Regions from separate parts of the Sus scrofa genome. Here region 2 is linked to region 1. The links are chromatin contacts, called in public HiChIP or PLAC-seq maps. All regions are on one chromosome and are shown on one strand. Each heading gives the region's core, a stretch centred on a gene start, on an enhancer-like site or on the middle of the called end of the contact. The rest is flanking DNA. Distances are from core to core; before and after follow the strand shown.

What was found. HiChIP or PLAC-seq counts read pairs in DNA pulled down with a chosen protein or histone mark.
Region 2: an H3K27ac HiChIP or PLAC-seq map of alveolar macrophages shows a contact between it and region 1. The contact joins the promoter of FFAR2 here to the promoter of CD22 in region 1. A contact is called at or near these places in 6 of 47 Hi-C or Micro-C datasets (blood, embryonic fibroblasts, fetal heart ventricle and 1 more) and 1 of 2 datasets of contacts at active chromatin or transcription factors (alveolar macrophages).

The regions. Positions count from the first base shown.
Region 1 is chr6:44,817,464-44,824,801 of Sscrofa11.1, reverse strand. CD22 (B-cell receptor CD22) reads right to left here and starts at 4,209. Exons shown (of 14, transcript XM_021097121.1): 1 at 4,064-4,209; 2 at 1,673-1,822; 3 at 1,046-1,426. The coding sequence starts at 1,706.
Region 2 is chr6:44,899,396-44,906,733 of Sscrofa11.1, reverse strand. It overlaps FFAR2 (free fatty acid receptor 2), which reads right to left and starts at 4,019. Exons shown (of 1, transcript NM_001278758.1): 1 at 2,887-4,019. The coding sequence starts at 4,019. The coding sequence ends at 3,030.

The DNA.
Region 1 (7,338 bases), core at 2,960-5,459:
CCTTTCTCTGCTCAGCTGGAACATCAGCTAAAACAATGCTGATTCGCCTTAGGAATTGCTTTTATTTCCCCCCCCCCTTTCTTTTTCTTTTTAGGGCAGCATACAGAAGTTCCCAGGCTAGGGGTCGAATCAAAGCTGCAGCTGCCAGCCTACACCCCAGCCACCGTCCTACACCACAGGCACAGCAACGTGCGATCCGAGCTGCATCTGTGACCTGTGATCTACGCTGCAACTTGCTGCAATATTGTATCCTTAAGCCACTGAGGGAGGCCAGGGATCGAACCTGCATCTTCATAGAGACAACATCCAGCCCTTAACCCACAGAGCCACAATGGAAATTTCTCATTTTGTGTTTATACCTACTGCATTCACACACCCTGATGTTTGCTTTCTAAATGTTTTCCGGATCGCCCTCCCCACACTCCTCAGTGGATTTTGACCGTTTAGTTCAACACACGTTTCTTAGCTTGGATGACAAAACTTCCTGTGTTGAAAGGCCCAAATATCAGGCACATCCCACAGGGAACTCCTGCAGGGCGATCCTTTCATGGAGAGGTCCGCATGCAGCCTGTGCCCTGGGCCGGGCCGCCCTCAGAAGGCAGCATCTGAAGCTCCAGCTCTCACCCCCCCACCTCAGGGCTGCTTCGAACCACCCTCTGAACAAACAGACTGTGTGGAGTGAGCACAGCCCCCAGGACAGAGGCCCCAAACCTGTGTTTGCTTCACACACTCTCCCTGCGTCAGGGAGACACCAAGCGTGACTTAGAATGAATCGTTCACATTCACCCATCGGGAGATTTCCCTTGAAAATGCAGGTTTCCCTCTTCTCTGGAAAAATCAGGCGACCTGGAACCCAGATTCTGGAATGGGCAGGAGCTGGGTGGCAAGCGGGATGCTGGCCGCCCCTGTCTCGTGCTGCCCCCATTGCCGGCTGGCACCCCTGTCTGGCCTCTGCCGGAAACTGGCTTATGATCAGTCCCTGGAGTTGAGTGTTTCCCACCTCGGTCGTTGCCGAGACGCGAGGACCCCGTTCCCCAGGCCTTACCTGAGACGTTGAGGCTTATGGCCTCTAACCATTTATTATTGTCGACCGATGTCATCCTCAGCCCCAGTTTACCAGTGTCATTGACGTTCACTGGGCTGATGAGGAGGGTGCAGTTGTTTCTGTCGTTTCCCAGGAATTGTACCCTTTCCTGCCGAGAAGGAAACTCCTTGGCCTTCTGGTTCTTGTAGAGGACGGTCCCCGTGTAGTCCCTGGTGCGTTTGTCATACTCAAAATTGTGGTACACGGTCAGGTTTTCCAGGGTGTGTCCAGTCCCTGGGATCTTGTAGCTGCAAGGAATCCAGATGCAGGTTCCGTTCCAGGCGTAGAGGGTCTTGGGATGATTGACCGTCCAGGAAGCGGAGTCAGCGAAAGCCAAGTATTCTGGAACCAGAGTGAACAGAAAGCATTACTGAGGGAGGGATGAGGAGAGCTCGCAAAGGAATAAGGAATTTCCTCCGGGCAGGGAGAGAAGGAGAGCCACAAAGAGAGTACACACACACACACACACCCACCCACTGCCTGTCCCCAGCCTGCCCCACGTTTGCTTTTCTCTGCCCCAGAGCACTCCTCCTCCAGCACCCTCAGTCACCCCAGAACCCAGGTACCAGCCCAGGACACGGTCCTTACCGAGCAGCAGAAGCGAGAGCCCGAGGAGATGCATGGTGCTGTGTCTGGGCAGGATCCTGGGCCGGGAAGAGTTTGTCTTTGAGCCATCTGGCCGCTTACATCTTCCAGACGGCTTTTCTTGCTCACCCACTGAGCTCCGACCCCTTTTCCCTGATCCCGAGAGACCCGTGTTACAAGGTGGGTATGGAATTCTGGAAGCTCACAGGGCCTTTTCTGGATACAGGGGAACCGTGTAGTGCTAGCCTCTCTCTTCCCACCACTCCTTCCTTTCTTCCATCTGTCCATACACCCATCCATCCAAAATTGTATAAACTTGCTGCCCAGCTCACAGGCTTTGGGTGGCACCAGACTACTGAATACCTTGAATGCCAGGTCCTGGGTAATGAGAGCTTACCTTGGGGACAACGAGCAAAGGATTTTAGATAGGGGACAGACATGGTCAAACCTCAATTTTAAAGACTGGGAGACAAAAACAACCCTAAACCAATACTTCAGTGCGATGCCAGGAACGTTTAGATGGGTCTGAAAGGACTTAGGAGAACTTTTTGCAAGAGTCTCACTCAGATGCCCCAGGGGTTGGGTGGGGACATAAATCTACCAGGTGGGGATTTAAATCTGGGGCGGGGTCAATGGTCATGCTGGGTAAAGGTCATGACTGTCTCAGTGCCAGCCAGTTACTGCCAAATGAGAACATGGGCTCAGCACTGCCTGGTCTCCTACTGTTTTCTTATTTACTTATTTAATTATTTATTCGCTTTTTAGGGCCACACCAGTGGCATATGGAGGTTCCTAGGCTAGGGATCACATCGGAGCTGTAGCTGCTGGGCAACACCACAGCCACAGCAAAGCCAGATCCAAGCCACATCTGCAATCTACACCACAGCTCACAGCAACACTGGATCCTTAACCCCTGAGCAAGGCCAGGGATTGAACCTGTGTCCTCATGGCTGCTAGTCAGATTCGTTTCCGCTGAGCCACGAGGGGAACTCCTCTACTGATTTAAAAGAAGTAAGAAGCCAGAGTTTTATGTGAAATGTCCCATTTAAAAAAAAAAAAAATACACCAAAACCCACGGTGCTAGTCAAACAAAACCTGTCTGCGGGCCAGAGGTTGTCCAAGGGCTGCTCGTGGGCAACCGCTGCCCACGTGTGTGTATGTGTGTGTGTGTGTGCACGCAGTGAGGCGGGGGAGCCACCTCACCAGACTTTTACATGGAACTACATTTACATAGAGTTAAATTTAAGTCCCAATTTGCATGGCTGTGCCCTTCACACCTGTCCCCGGGGAGCCAGCAGGACGTGCCAACTGAGTGTGTCTCCGGTCTTGGCAGCGACCTGCCTCTCTCCCACCTGCCCAGCCAACCTTTCTCACCACTGGCGCCCCCACCCCCAGCCCCTCCGGCTGTTTATCTCCCGCGACTGTGTGGCTCAAGGGGGGATGGGGGGGTCCTGCGCGGCCAAGGCGGAGGCTAAGCTGCCTGCTGACAGTGGGAATGGGGTCCCGTCCCCGGGCAGAGCGGCCGTGCCGGTCCCGCCTGGGCGCAAATAAGGGCTGAGGGGTTTACAGGGAGCCAGACTCTTCCAGGCAGAACTGATACGGCCCTGGAGGTGCTGAGACTGTTAGGACACACACAGGAAAGTCCTCAAGGTCACATTTATTTGGGTGGACATGGGTTTAGGGCAAAACAAAAGGGAATTAGGACTCTTTAGTGCAGGTCTTTTCAAACCTTTAACCAGCCGTGTCTACACCTGACCCTGGGGACAGGAGAGCAGTATGCGGCCTGAAGGACTGAAGGGTAGAATTTGGGTGGGTCCCCCTTGGGTTTCCACCAGGGAGGGCTGTGGCAAGGGCTGGCCTGTGGTGGCCCCCCTTCCCCTGCCAGCAGCCAGCAGTCACACCCTCGCTGGGAACCCGCTGGAGGAGGCCAGGCCTAGGAAAGGAGTGATTCTCAGAGCAGGGTTGTGTGCTTACCCGGATGGTCCCCAGGCCATCTCCAGAGCCCAAGCCGTGGCCCCAGGCCTGGGCCTGGAAGGCCGCAGAGGCCGGGTGGGCTGTGGAGGCTTGGATGGGTCTATGCTGGGCGTGAAGGCTCAGGACCAGGCCCCGCTGTGCAGACCTGTGGTCCTGTTGAGAGCCCTGCAGGACCTCAGGGCTGGCCTCCCTGAGACCAGCCTTCCTCCCGGGCACCCAGGGACGCAGCCTACTCTCAAAAGACCCACCAGCCCTGGCAAGGAAGATGCTCAAAGGCAGGGGACTACAACCTATGTCACCCAGGCAAGAGCAAAGGAGGGGCATCCCCATCGTGCTTCCAGCCCCAGGAGCTGTGCCCGGCACATAGAAGCTGCTCCATACTTGATTGTTAAATGCAAAAGAGGACAAAGCCGTGTTTACCTGTTTCCTCGTGTCTTCCCTCTTCGGGGACTCTGGCAGCCTCTAAGAGTGAAAGGGGAAGAACAGAGAAGTCGCCAGTGACTGAGTCTCGCTCTTCATGGCCACACCCCCAGCCTCTCTGTGGCAGCAACTCCACTTCTGGGTATTTATCTGAAGGAAACAAAAACGAACTTAAAAATCTAACTCGTGCTCTCTGCAGCACTATTTATAGTAGCCAAGACATGGAAGCCACCTAAGTGCCTGAGTGGATAAAGAAAATGCATACAAAGGAGGAGTATTCAGCCATAAAAAGAAGGAAATCTTGCCATTTGCCATGACATGAATGAGTTATGCCCAGTGAAATAAGTCAGACAGAAAGACAAACGCCATGCGCTCTCACTTCTATGCGGGATCTTTAAAAAAAGAAAACAGGGAGTTCCCGTTGTGGCACAGTGGTTAACGAATCCGACTAGGAACCATGAGGTTGTGGGTTCGATCCCTGGCCTCGCTCAGTGGGTTAAGGATCCGGCGTTGCCGTGAGCTGTGGGGTAGGTTGCAGACATGACTCAGACCCCGAGTTGCTGTGGCTGTGGTGCAGGCCGGCGGCTACAGCTCCGATTCGAATCCTAGCCTGGGAGCTTCCATATGCCACGGGAGCGGCCCTGGAAAAGGTAAAAAGACCCCCCCCAAAAAAATAAATAAATAAATAAAAAGAAAAAAAAGAAAACGAACACATAGATACAGGCGACAGACTGGTGTGCGCCAGAGGCAGGGTTGGGGTGGGCAAAAGGGATGAAGGCGGACAAAAGGTACAAACGTCTGGTTGTAAAATACATAAATCCCAGGGTGTCAGGTACAGCGTGGTGACTGCAGTTAAGAGCACTGCATTGTGTATTTGCCAGTTAATAAGAGTTAAAAGTTCTTAAAAGTTCTCACCACACACACAAAAAATCGTAACTAAGTATGGTGACGGACAGTAACTAGACTTATCGTGGTGATCATTTGTAATATATACAGATATCGAATCATGAGGTTACGCACTTGAAACTAACGTGTTGATTACATCTCTCTTTAAAAAAGAAAGGAGGAGTGGGAGGGACTGGGAGGAACTGGGAATCTGAGGTTAATTGTTGCAAACTATTGCTTTCAGAGTAGATAAGCAATGAGATCCTGCCGTGTGGCACAGGGAACTATATCTAGTCACTCGTGATGGAGCACGATGGAGGATAGTGTGAGAAAAAGAATGTGTATATCTGTGTGACTGGGTTGCTTTGCTGTATAGTAGAAAATGGACAGAACACTGTAAGCCAACTCAAATGGAAAAAATAAAAATCATTATTTAAAAAATTAAATATACAACTTTTCAAAAGAAAAAGAAAGTAGGAGTGGCTTAATAATAATAGATAAAGTAGACTTCGGAATAAAGAGAATGACCAAAGTCAGAGATGGATACTATATAATAAGAAATGGGTCAAGCTATTAAGAAGATATAGCGAGCTACACGTGTAGGTACCAAACGCATGGAAAAGAAATCTTCAGGCCAATATGGTTTTACTGGAGAGTTCTACCAACATTAAAGAAGAATTAACACCAATTCTACATAATCTCTTCCGGAAAACAGCAGAATTCTTTCCAATTCATTCTTTTTTTTAATCAATGTTTTCATGTTGGAGTATAAGTCAATTTACAATGTCATGCTTCCCAACTGACTCTATGAAGCCAGTATTACCCCAAAACCAAACCAAAACCAAAAGACAAAGACAATACAAAAAAGAAAACTGCAGACCAATATTTCTTATGAATACAGAGGCAAAAGTCCTTACCAAAACACTAGAAGATAAATTCAGCAACATATGAAAAGAATTATATGGATAAACAAGGTCCCACCAAGTAGCCCAAAATATTCAATATCCCGAGATAAACCGTAATGGAAAAGAATATTTAAAAGAGTACATACATATATATGTATGCGTATATATATATGAACCACTTTGCTGTACAGCGGAAATTGACACAACATTTTCAATCAACTATACAACAAAATAAATTTCATCTAAAAAAAAAAAGAATTATACCACTATGACCCAGTGGGGATGATTCCAGGATTATAAGTCTAGTTCGATATTCAAAAATCAAACTATGTAATCTCTTGTTAATAGGACAAGGAAGAAAAAAATTATATGATTATATAAATTGTGGCAGAAAAAGCATTTGACAAAATTCAACACCCTTTCATGATAAAAACTCTCCGAAGGAGCTCCCGCCATGGCACAGAGGGTTAAGAACCTGACTGAAATGGCTCAGGTCACTGTGGAGGTGGCGGTTTGATCCTTATCACCCCCCAGCCCCACTCCCGGCCACGACTCTGGGATTCCACTTCTAGTGTGTGTACCCCAGAGAGATGAAAACACATCTACAGAAATTTGAACACGTATCACAACAGCATGATTCACAAAAGCCAAAAATAGAAACAACCCTGGAGTCTATCACATGATGAGTGAATAAAGAATATATGGCATATCCATACAAGGAAATATTATTCGGCAATAAAAAAAAAATGAAATTGCCGAAGCGGCAGCATAGGTTACAGCTGTGGCTGGGATTCAGTCCTTGACCCAAAAATGTCCATATGCCGTAGGTGTGGCCAAAACAAAACAAAACTCAACATTCCAAAAAAAAAAAAAAAACAATCAAATAATACAATTAAAAATTGCCCCCCCAAGAAAGGTGGGCAAAACATATGAAGGACATTTCACTGAAGATGGTACGGATAGACAATAATCACATCAACGGAAGTTCAACATCATTAACCTTTAGAGAAATGCAGATGAAAGTCGGATGAGATACCACTACTACACGCCCATTAGACAGCTAAAATAAACAATAGTGGCAGAGCAAAAATGCTGGAAAGGATGCATAAGAATGAAATCTTTTCTACATTGCTAATGGGAATGTAAAATTGTCCAGCCATTTTGGAAAACAGTCTCCAAACAGTTTCTCAAAAGGTTAAACACAGACTTCCCATACGACTCTGGGATTCCACTTCTAGTGTGTGTACCCCAGAGAGATGAAAACACACCTACAGAAATTTGAACACGTATCACGACAGCATGATTCACAAAAGCCAAAAATAGAAACAACCCAGGAGTCTATCACATGATGAATGAATAAAGAATATATGGCATATCCATACAAGGAAATATTATTCGGCAATAAAAAGAAATGAAATACTTTACAGATGCTACAAAATGATGAACTTGAAAGAAGCCTATCACAAAAGGCCACATACCGTATGA
Region 2 (7,338 bases), core at 2,770-5,269, 82 kb before region 1:
GAGTTGGGAGGCTTCTGGCAGTTAACTGGCTCAGCCCTTATTGGATGTGTGAGTTCCCTCCATGTCCTAGGTTGAGTGTTTTCTCTCTCTTACTTCAACATTCCTGGAGGCTGGGGACTGATTACCTTGTAGAGCCCTGGCTGGTTAAGGTGTAACTCCCTGCTTTTTTGCCCACGACCCTTGTTCTTCTCTGTGAGGCTACAGAGAATACATCTTCCACAGAATGAACCTTATCTGTTTCAGCCACATATTCAGCATTCTCTGACTTGCTTCTCATATGTCAGTGAAAAAATCAGGCACTTTGGAGTCTGGAAGACCTAGAAAGTTCCCGTAATTATCTCAGGCTACTTCTGTAGAATAGTGCCTGGTGTTTAATGGTTTTTATTATTATTATTAGTTTTTTTTTTTTGTCTTTTTTTTTTGCTATTTCTTGGGCCGCTCCTGTGGCACATGGAGGTTCCCAGGCTAGGGGTCGAATTGGAGCTGTAGCCACTGGCCTACGCCAGAGCCACAGCAACGCGGGATCCAAGCCGCGTCTGCAACCTACACCACAGCTCACGGCAACGCCGGATCGTTAACCCACTGAGCAAGGGCAGGGACCGAACCCGCAACCTCATGGTTCCTAGTCGGATTCGTTAACCACTGCGCCACGACGGGAACTCCCATTATTAGTTTTTTTTAATGGCCACACCTGCTACATATGGAAATTCCCAGGCTAGGGGTTGAATCAGAGCTGTAGCTGCTGGTCTACTGCTGCCAGCTTTGGCAATGCCAGCTCCTTAACCCACTGATAGAGGCCAGGGATCGAACCTGCATCCTCACGGATACTGTGTTGGGTTCTTAACCTACGGAGCCACAGTGGGAACCCCTATTATTAAGTTTAAAATCTCCAAAGCATTTTGGTTAATTTTTCTGGGCTTGATTCCTTAGGTTATGTCCTTTTAAAAAAGTGTGCTCCTTAGTACCAAACATGCTGCTGATTAGAACTCAGTGCAGTGAGATTATCATCAGCTTATTTAGACTTAGTTTCTTTTAGTGTCACCCCAAACCAAATCAGTTTCTTTGGGGGGGGATGTAATGTATCACATATATATGGTAAGCCTACATTTGGCTGAAAATCCCAGGTTTTTTCTTATATATTATTGTCAAACCACCCCATATAGTTGACTGATATATTATTTGCATCATCTTAAATTTCTCCTTACTTTGTTTCCTTTTTTTTCTTTCTTTTGCTTTTTAGGGCTGCACCCATGGCACTTGGAAGTTCCCAGGCTAGGGGTGGAATCAGAGCTGTTGCTGCCCGCCTACACCACAGCTGCAGCAACAAGGGATCAGAGCCTCGTCTTTGACCTACACCATAGCTCATGGCAACACCGGATCCTTAACCCACTGAGCGAGGCCAGGGATCAAACCCGCATCTTCATGGAGCCTAGTCAGGTTTGTTAACTGCTGAGCCATAGAGGGAACTCCAGCTGGGAAGCTTTTTAAAGCTCACCTGCTGGGGCCCCACCCCCGCAGAGATTCTAAGTCAGTAGATTTGAGGGGGCCGTTTGTATTATATTTATACCTCTGCATGATAGAGGGGTTCTTATAGCAGAGAAATGAGTTGGGCAGGTGGAATTAGGAAGGGAGAGAGGATACATCGCAGGCAATGGGATGATAAGATATGCATTCTTAGGAAGAAAAGTTTTTTGGTTTTTTTTTTCCTGCTTTTTAGGGGCACATGCACAGCATATGGAGGTTCCCAGGCTAGGGGTCGAATTGGAGCTGTAGCCGCCGGCCTACACCACAGCCACAGCAATGCCAGATCTGGGCCACATCTGCAACCTACCCCACAGCTCATGGCAATGCTGGATCCCTAACCACTGAACAAGGCCAGGGATCAAGCCCGCATCCTCATGGATTCTAGTCAGGTTCGTTAACTGCTGAGCCATGAAGGGAACTCCTGGGAGGAAAACTTGATAAAAGGAAAACCCTGCAGGTTTCTAAGCGGGAGGATATGCATGTTTTAAGCTCCCCGATAGACGGATAACTTCGATCGGGGACTTACTCCGCGTCCTCTCTCGGAGTCCAGTCTCTGTTCATCCGTCTAAACCGGCGTCTGTCAGTACTTACTGCACTTACTCACGTACACCCCTCTTGCGACATCTTTAACATATTTCTGTGGTTTCATGTGCATCACCCTCCTGCTTTGCTGCTGAGTCTGAGTCTCCATCCCCATTTTTGCTCTCCTTGTGTTTGCTGAAATGTTACAAAAATTGTGGACACTCACTTCTGAGTTTTATAGTCTTTATTTTCAATCTGCCAGACCAGGTTGACTTTTCCTGTGCTATTCACTCTTAACCTCTAACTGATGGATGCCTAACTGGGTTTTGACCTGCGGCGGGGCTTGGGGTGTGTGTGTGTGGGAGGACGCCAAGGCCCAGACCTCAGGTGGCTCCCAGTTTAATGGGGAGACCAGATACACCCATGAAGACGGCTGGGGCAGACTTACAGAGCGGCAGGTCGGGTGGCTCCCATCCAGACCTGGGTCATTGGAGGCCCAAGTCCCCATCCTTCCTCCTGGTCCCTTGGTCCAGAACCTTCCTGCATCTTCCTTGACCTCATTTAGTATTTCTCGTCTATGTCTTGCCCTTTGGCGTCTTTCTAGCACCAAGAACCCGGCCAGGGTGTAGGTATTGTTTCGAAGCTGGTCGCAAGGTTGCTTTAGGACCTTCCGCTTCAGCTACCAACCATCCCACAAGGACTAAATTTATATTATGCAAGCTGAGTGGCCTGTGCAGCTCTGGTCCGGTGGTGCATCTCTGCCTGACCATCTCTCTTTTTGTCAAGGAGCTGTGCTCCTTTGTGACAGAAAATTCAGTCAGGAAGGGCTTCCGAGGTGGTGAGCGAGATGGGTTTTTACAATCCCAGTGGGGGACTGGGTCTGAGGATTCCTGAGCCGGGGACAGGAACCCTCCTGCTCTCTGATGCCCAGCCTGCTCCACCCAGACACCACCCTGAGTGCCCCCGAAGGTCCAGGGACACCCCTAGTCGGTGGTGAAGTCAGAACTCGGCGCTCCCTCGGTTTGACTCACACCCCTGTCCCCGTTCGCCGCCTCCTCGGTCTCTTTGCCTCTGCGGCCCAGCAGCAAGGAGCCCTGATTCCGCAGCGCCTGCAGCCCTTTGCCAAAGGTCCTGCGCACCACTGAAGACGAGAAATAGAAAAGCAGGGGGTCCAGACTGGCGTTGAGGGAGCTGAATACCACAGCCTCCGCGCGCCATTTGGGGCTCTCCTTCGTGTGGAAGCCCACCAGGTGGGATATGTTATAGGGCCCGAAGCACACCAGGAAGTTAAGGAGTGTCACCACAGCCAGCCCCACGGCTCGGCGCCGCCTCTGGGCCCCCACGTGGGGCTGGGCGAGCATGATCCACACAAAGCGCGAGTAGCAGAAGATGGTGACCACCATGGGGATGAAGAAGAGGACGAGGCACAGCTCCAGCCGCACGGGAAGCACCACGTCCAGCTGCTCTTTGGTGAAGTTCTCATAGCAGGTACTGACGTTCATACCCTCGGCCTTCTGGGTTGAGTTCAAGTACTGAACGATGAACACGACAGTGCAGTGACCAAAGGACATGATCCAGGCCACCAGAGCAGCAATCACTCCGTACAAGGGCCGGCGGGACAGCTTGTACTGCACGGGGAAAGCCACTCCCAGGTAGCGCTCGATGCTGATGCCCGCCAGGAGCCACGTGCTGCAGTAGATGCTGCTGTAGAAGCCGAAACCCATGAGGGCACAGACGATCCCAGGCAGGTACCAGCGGAAGTTAGACGCGGCCTCAGTGATCTTCAAGGGCAGCAGCAGCAGCAGCAGCAGGTCTGCCAGCGTCAGGCTGAGCAGGAGGATGTGGATGGGTGCAGGGTGGGGCTGGCGGACGCGCCCCACGAAGGCCCGCAGGGCCAGGAGGTTGGCTGGGAGACCAGTGAGGAAGATGAGGATGTAGGCCGTGAGGATCACGGAGCTGTGCAAGTCCAGCATGACTGTTCTGGAAGAGGATGGAAAGGGGCAGGGTCAGGAGGCCCCACTCACATTCTGCGGACCCTCCTCTGGTTCAGTCTGCCGACATCCTCCCTGGCACGCTCCCTTTCCCGGCCCAGGCGTTCTGCCACTAGCACTGCTGGCTCACACCACCTGCCAGAACTGCCCAGAGCAATTATTGACTTTGCCTGGGGCGGGATATTAAGCAGCAGTTATTACGTTTGCCATCATGTGTCTCTGGGGGAGACCAACCCTTGGCTTCCCCAGGGAACTCCCCCTCCGGTTTTCCCAGCCTTTCTCCTTCTCTCCTCACAGATACAGGAAGTGATCAGTTTCCAACTTTCCTTAAGTCCTTCCCTCAGTCAGAGACCTGCAGAGAGAAAAGGCCAGCCTTGCCACCGCAGGGAGGGAGCTGGAAGACGTCTCTCAGGAGGACCCTGGCTGTGAAAACCCAGGCCCTGAGACCCAGGACCCCGCCACACGCCCAGGAAGCAGGTGCCCAGCCCCAAGCCGTCTCCCTGCCTCCCTACCTGTTTTCCTCGCCTTTTGCAGAACAGATTCTCCTCTGCCTTGTCCTCCCCTGTCCAATGCTGCGTTAGACAGAGGGGCTAGAGCAGTGCAGGGAGGGGGCGCGGGGAGGAAGGGTAAGCCAGCCTGATCCCCTAAAGACCTTAGAGAACATTCAGAAAAAGCACATGGGCGGTAACTGGTCTATGTTTTGACAGGAAACAGAGGAACTCTTCCTAATGGGGTAACGCAGTTTCCGATTGGTTTGTAACCCTTGCTGCCCACGCAAGGTCTGGCCCCCCACATCCTCTCTCCAGGCTTAGGGCCTGGTCCGCGGTTCCTCCCCCAACCCCCGGCTCCAGTCTCTGGACTTGGTCTTTACATTCGATTTCCGACAGACTTCCTCCGGCCCCCCTACCCCCGCAACACTCTCCCCTCCAGCTCTGATCCCAGCATCACTTCCCAGAGCGTGAGCACTCAGCTTGCTGCCTTGCCTGGTCTTGGTTCTGGATAGATGGCTTCTTGTGATGGGTCCTGGAGAAAAGTCTGAAAGCTTCTAGGAAAGAGGAACAGAGTTTTAGCCACTGCTACCACCCATTTCGCACAGGAAAAAAATTGTAAGGAACCTGGCTGGTAGAAAGCTTTTATACCAGCATGCATCATGTGACCGGAGAGGGAAGGTCAGTAATTGAGCGCTGTCTCCTCTCGGACCCAAAGGAAAGGGGGCCGGCATCTCGATCCTCTCCTTAGAGATCCTCACTGTGATTTCCAACCTGGATTTCCCGTCCTCAGTTTCTGATTTTTTTTTTTTTTTTTTTTTTTTTTTTTGTCAATCCCAGCTATATTTTCCATTTCCCAAGTCAGATCATCTCATCTTTTTTTCTCTGTGATATCTTCTGTGATTCTACTCAATTTTAGAAAAGAGGTTTTCTGCTTTCTTTTATTCTTCAGTTCTCCCTTTCCATCTAGTTTCTTGCCTTCTGTTCCCAACAAGTTTCTTTTGTCCTCCCTGTTGGAACAGACTGCTTTCTCCTAGCCCTTGTCTTGTTATGGTGGAAATAGCGTGGGATTTAGAGTCATGCAGATGTGGGCTTAAAGCCAAGTTCCTTCCTTCATTGTGACCTTGAGGCAGATCAATTTTTTGAACTTTAGTTTCCTTTTTAGGCCAGCGAGGGTGAGAATGCTTACATCCCAGGGTTTCTGTGAGAGACCCCGAGGCAGCAGATATAAAGCATAGGAGCTAGTGCTTCACACAAGGATGCACATAAATGGAAGTGGTCCCTCCTCCCAAGCCTGTTGGATAGCTTTGTAGAATGTGGGCCCCCTGGTAGAATATCCAAAGACCAAGGGCACAGACCTGCCATCTGACTTGGGAAAGCAGCAGGGATTCAGAAGGAGCCATGTGCCTGCATGGCTCTTCCTACGGGAGGGGTGCTTGGGCTGCGTTCCCTTCCCCTGTGGGGGTCCCTCTTCCTGGGGGCTGGCCCCAACTTCTGAGCCACCTTTGTTCTTTTCTCACTATTTCTTCCTCTCTGACCCATATAGCTCCAGGTTAGAAGCTCCTCAAAGTCCTTTTGAAACACACACGTGAGGAAACAGATAATCAGAATGTTTTCTCTTGACCCAGGGAACAGACGTCTCTGTTTCGCCATCTGTGGCCTGATCCCTGCTGGGAGGATCTCTGTTCTTCCCCTAGGACTTACCCTTATCCGTTATTGTTCGTTCATTCAGTCATTCATTCATTCAACCGACTGTTTTTAGTTTTGTGGCCTAGGACCCCAGCGTCCAGGTCTCTTAATATTTAACTTTTCTTTCCCTTTAGCTCTGCTCACCTCTAGAACCCAGGAGTTCTCTCTTTTCATTTATTTCCTTTCCCTAGCACCCACATACACTTCCCAGATTAACAGGGGAGCTAAGGAAGAAACCATTCTGTGTTGCTTGCTACAAAGTTTATTTGTGTCGTTTTGCTTTTATGATTTTCTATAAATATTCTCAAGGATCTGGATTTCATTGCAAACTGGAAACTTACTGGAAAACAGGAGTTAGGTCTGCTTCTTTATCTCTGCCTCCCCTTTCCCCCACCTCATGCCCTTCTCATATCACAGCTGTGTCACCTGTGCTGAAGGTCCCCCATAAGCCCCCTTCTCCATGCGTAGGGCAGTTATGAAGGTAGCATGATAAAGGAGGACTTTTGAATGGACGACTCACCATGCCCACCGATGCCACAGGAAAAAGAAGCGCAATCCTTCAGCTGCATTCAGGGACTTTCACAAAAGCTGTATCTTTCACAATCTCTTCCAAGTTCAGTTTTCTGTCATCATTTTAACCCAGCTTGTCAGAACTGGAAGGAAATTAGACCCGTTATCTAAAGTTACTTACGGTATCGAAAGTGAATAATCCCTTCGTTCACTTCCTTGTTCCTCAGTCATCCCTCAGTCCACCCTCATCTGGATCACATCCCTGTTTTTCCACAGGACCTGTTCTTCCTAAAGGTAGCAGTGACTCTCAGTTACTAAATGCAGTGGACATCTTCTTCCTGTTTGATTAACATTCAACAGTTTCCACACCCTTCTTGAAACATTCTCTTTCCATGAATTCTGCAGGTTGTGTTCTTCTAGTTTCCCTGTCTTCTCCCCCACTTCTTTTTTTTTCCCCCTAGACTAACTGAGTCAGATGGATCTTTTGTGTATTACTTTTGCCCAGGAGAGGGCAGATGACCCACACATAAAGGAAATTAGCTTGATCTTTGGTCACTTCTTAATTTCCTTTGCTAGCTCACCTTTCCTACTCATCCTCCAAAGGTTAGAGTTCC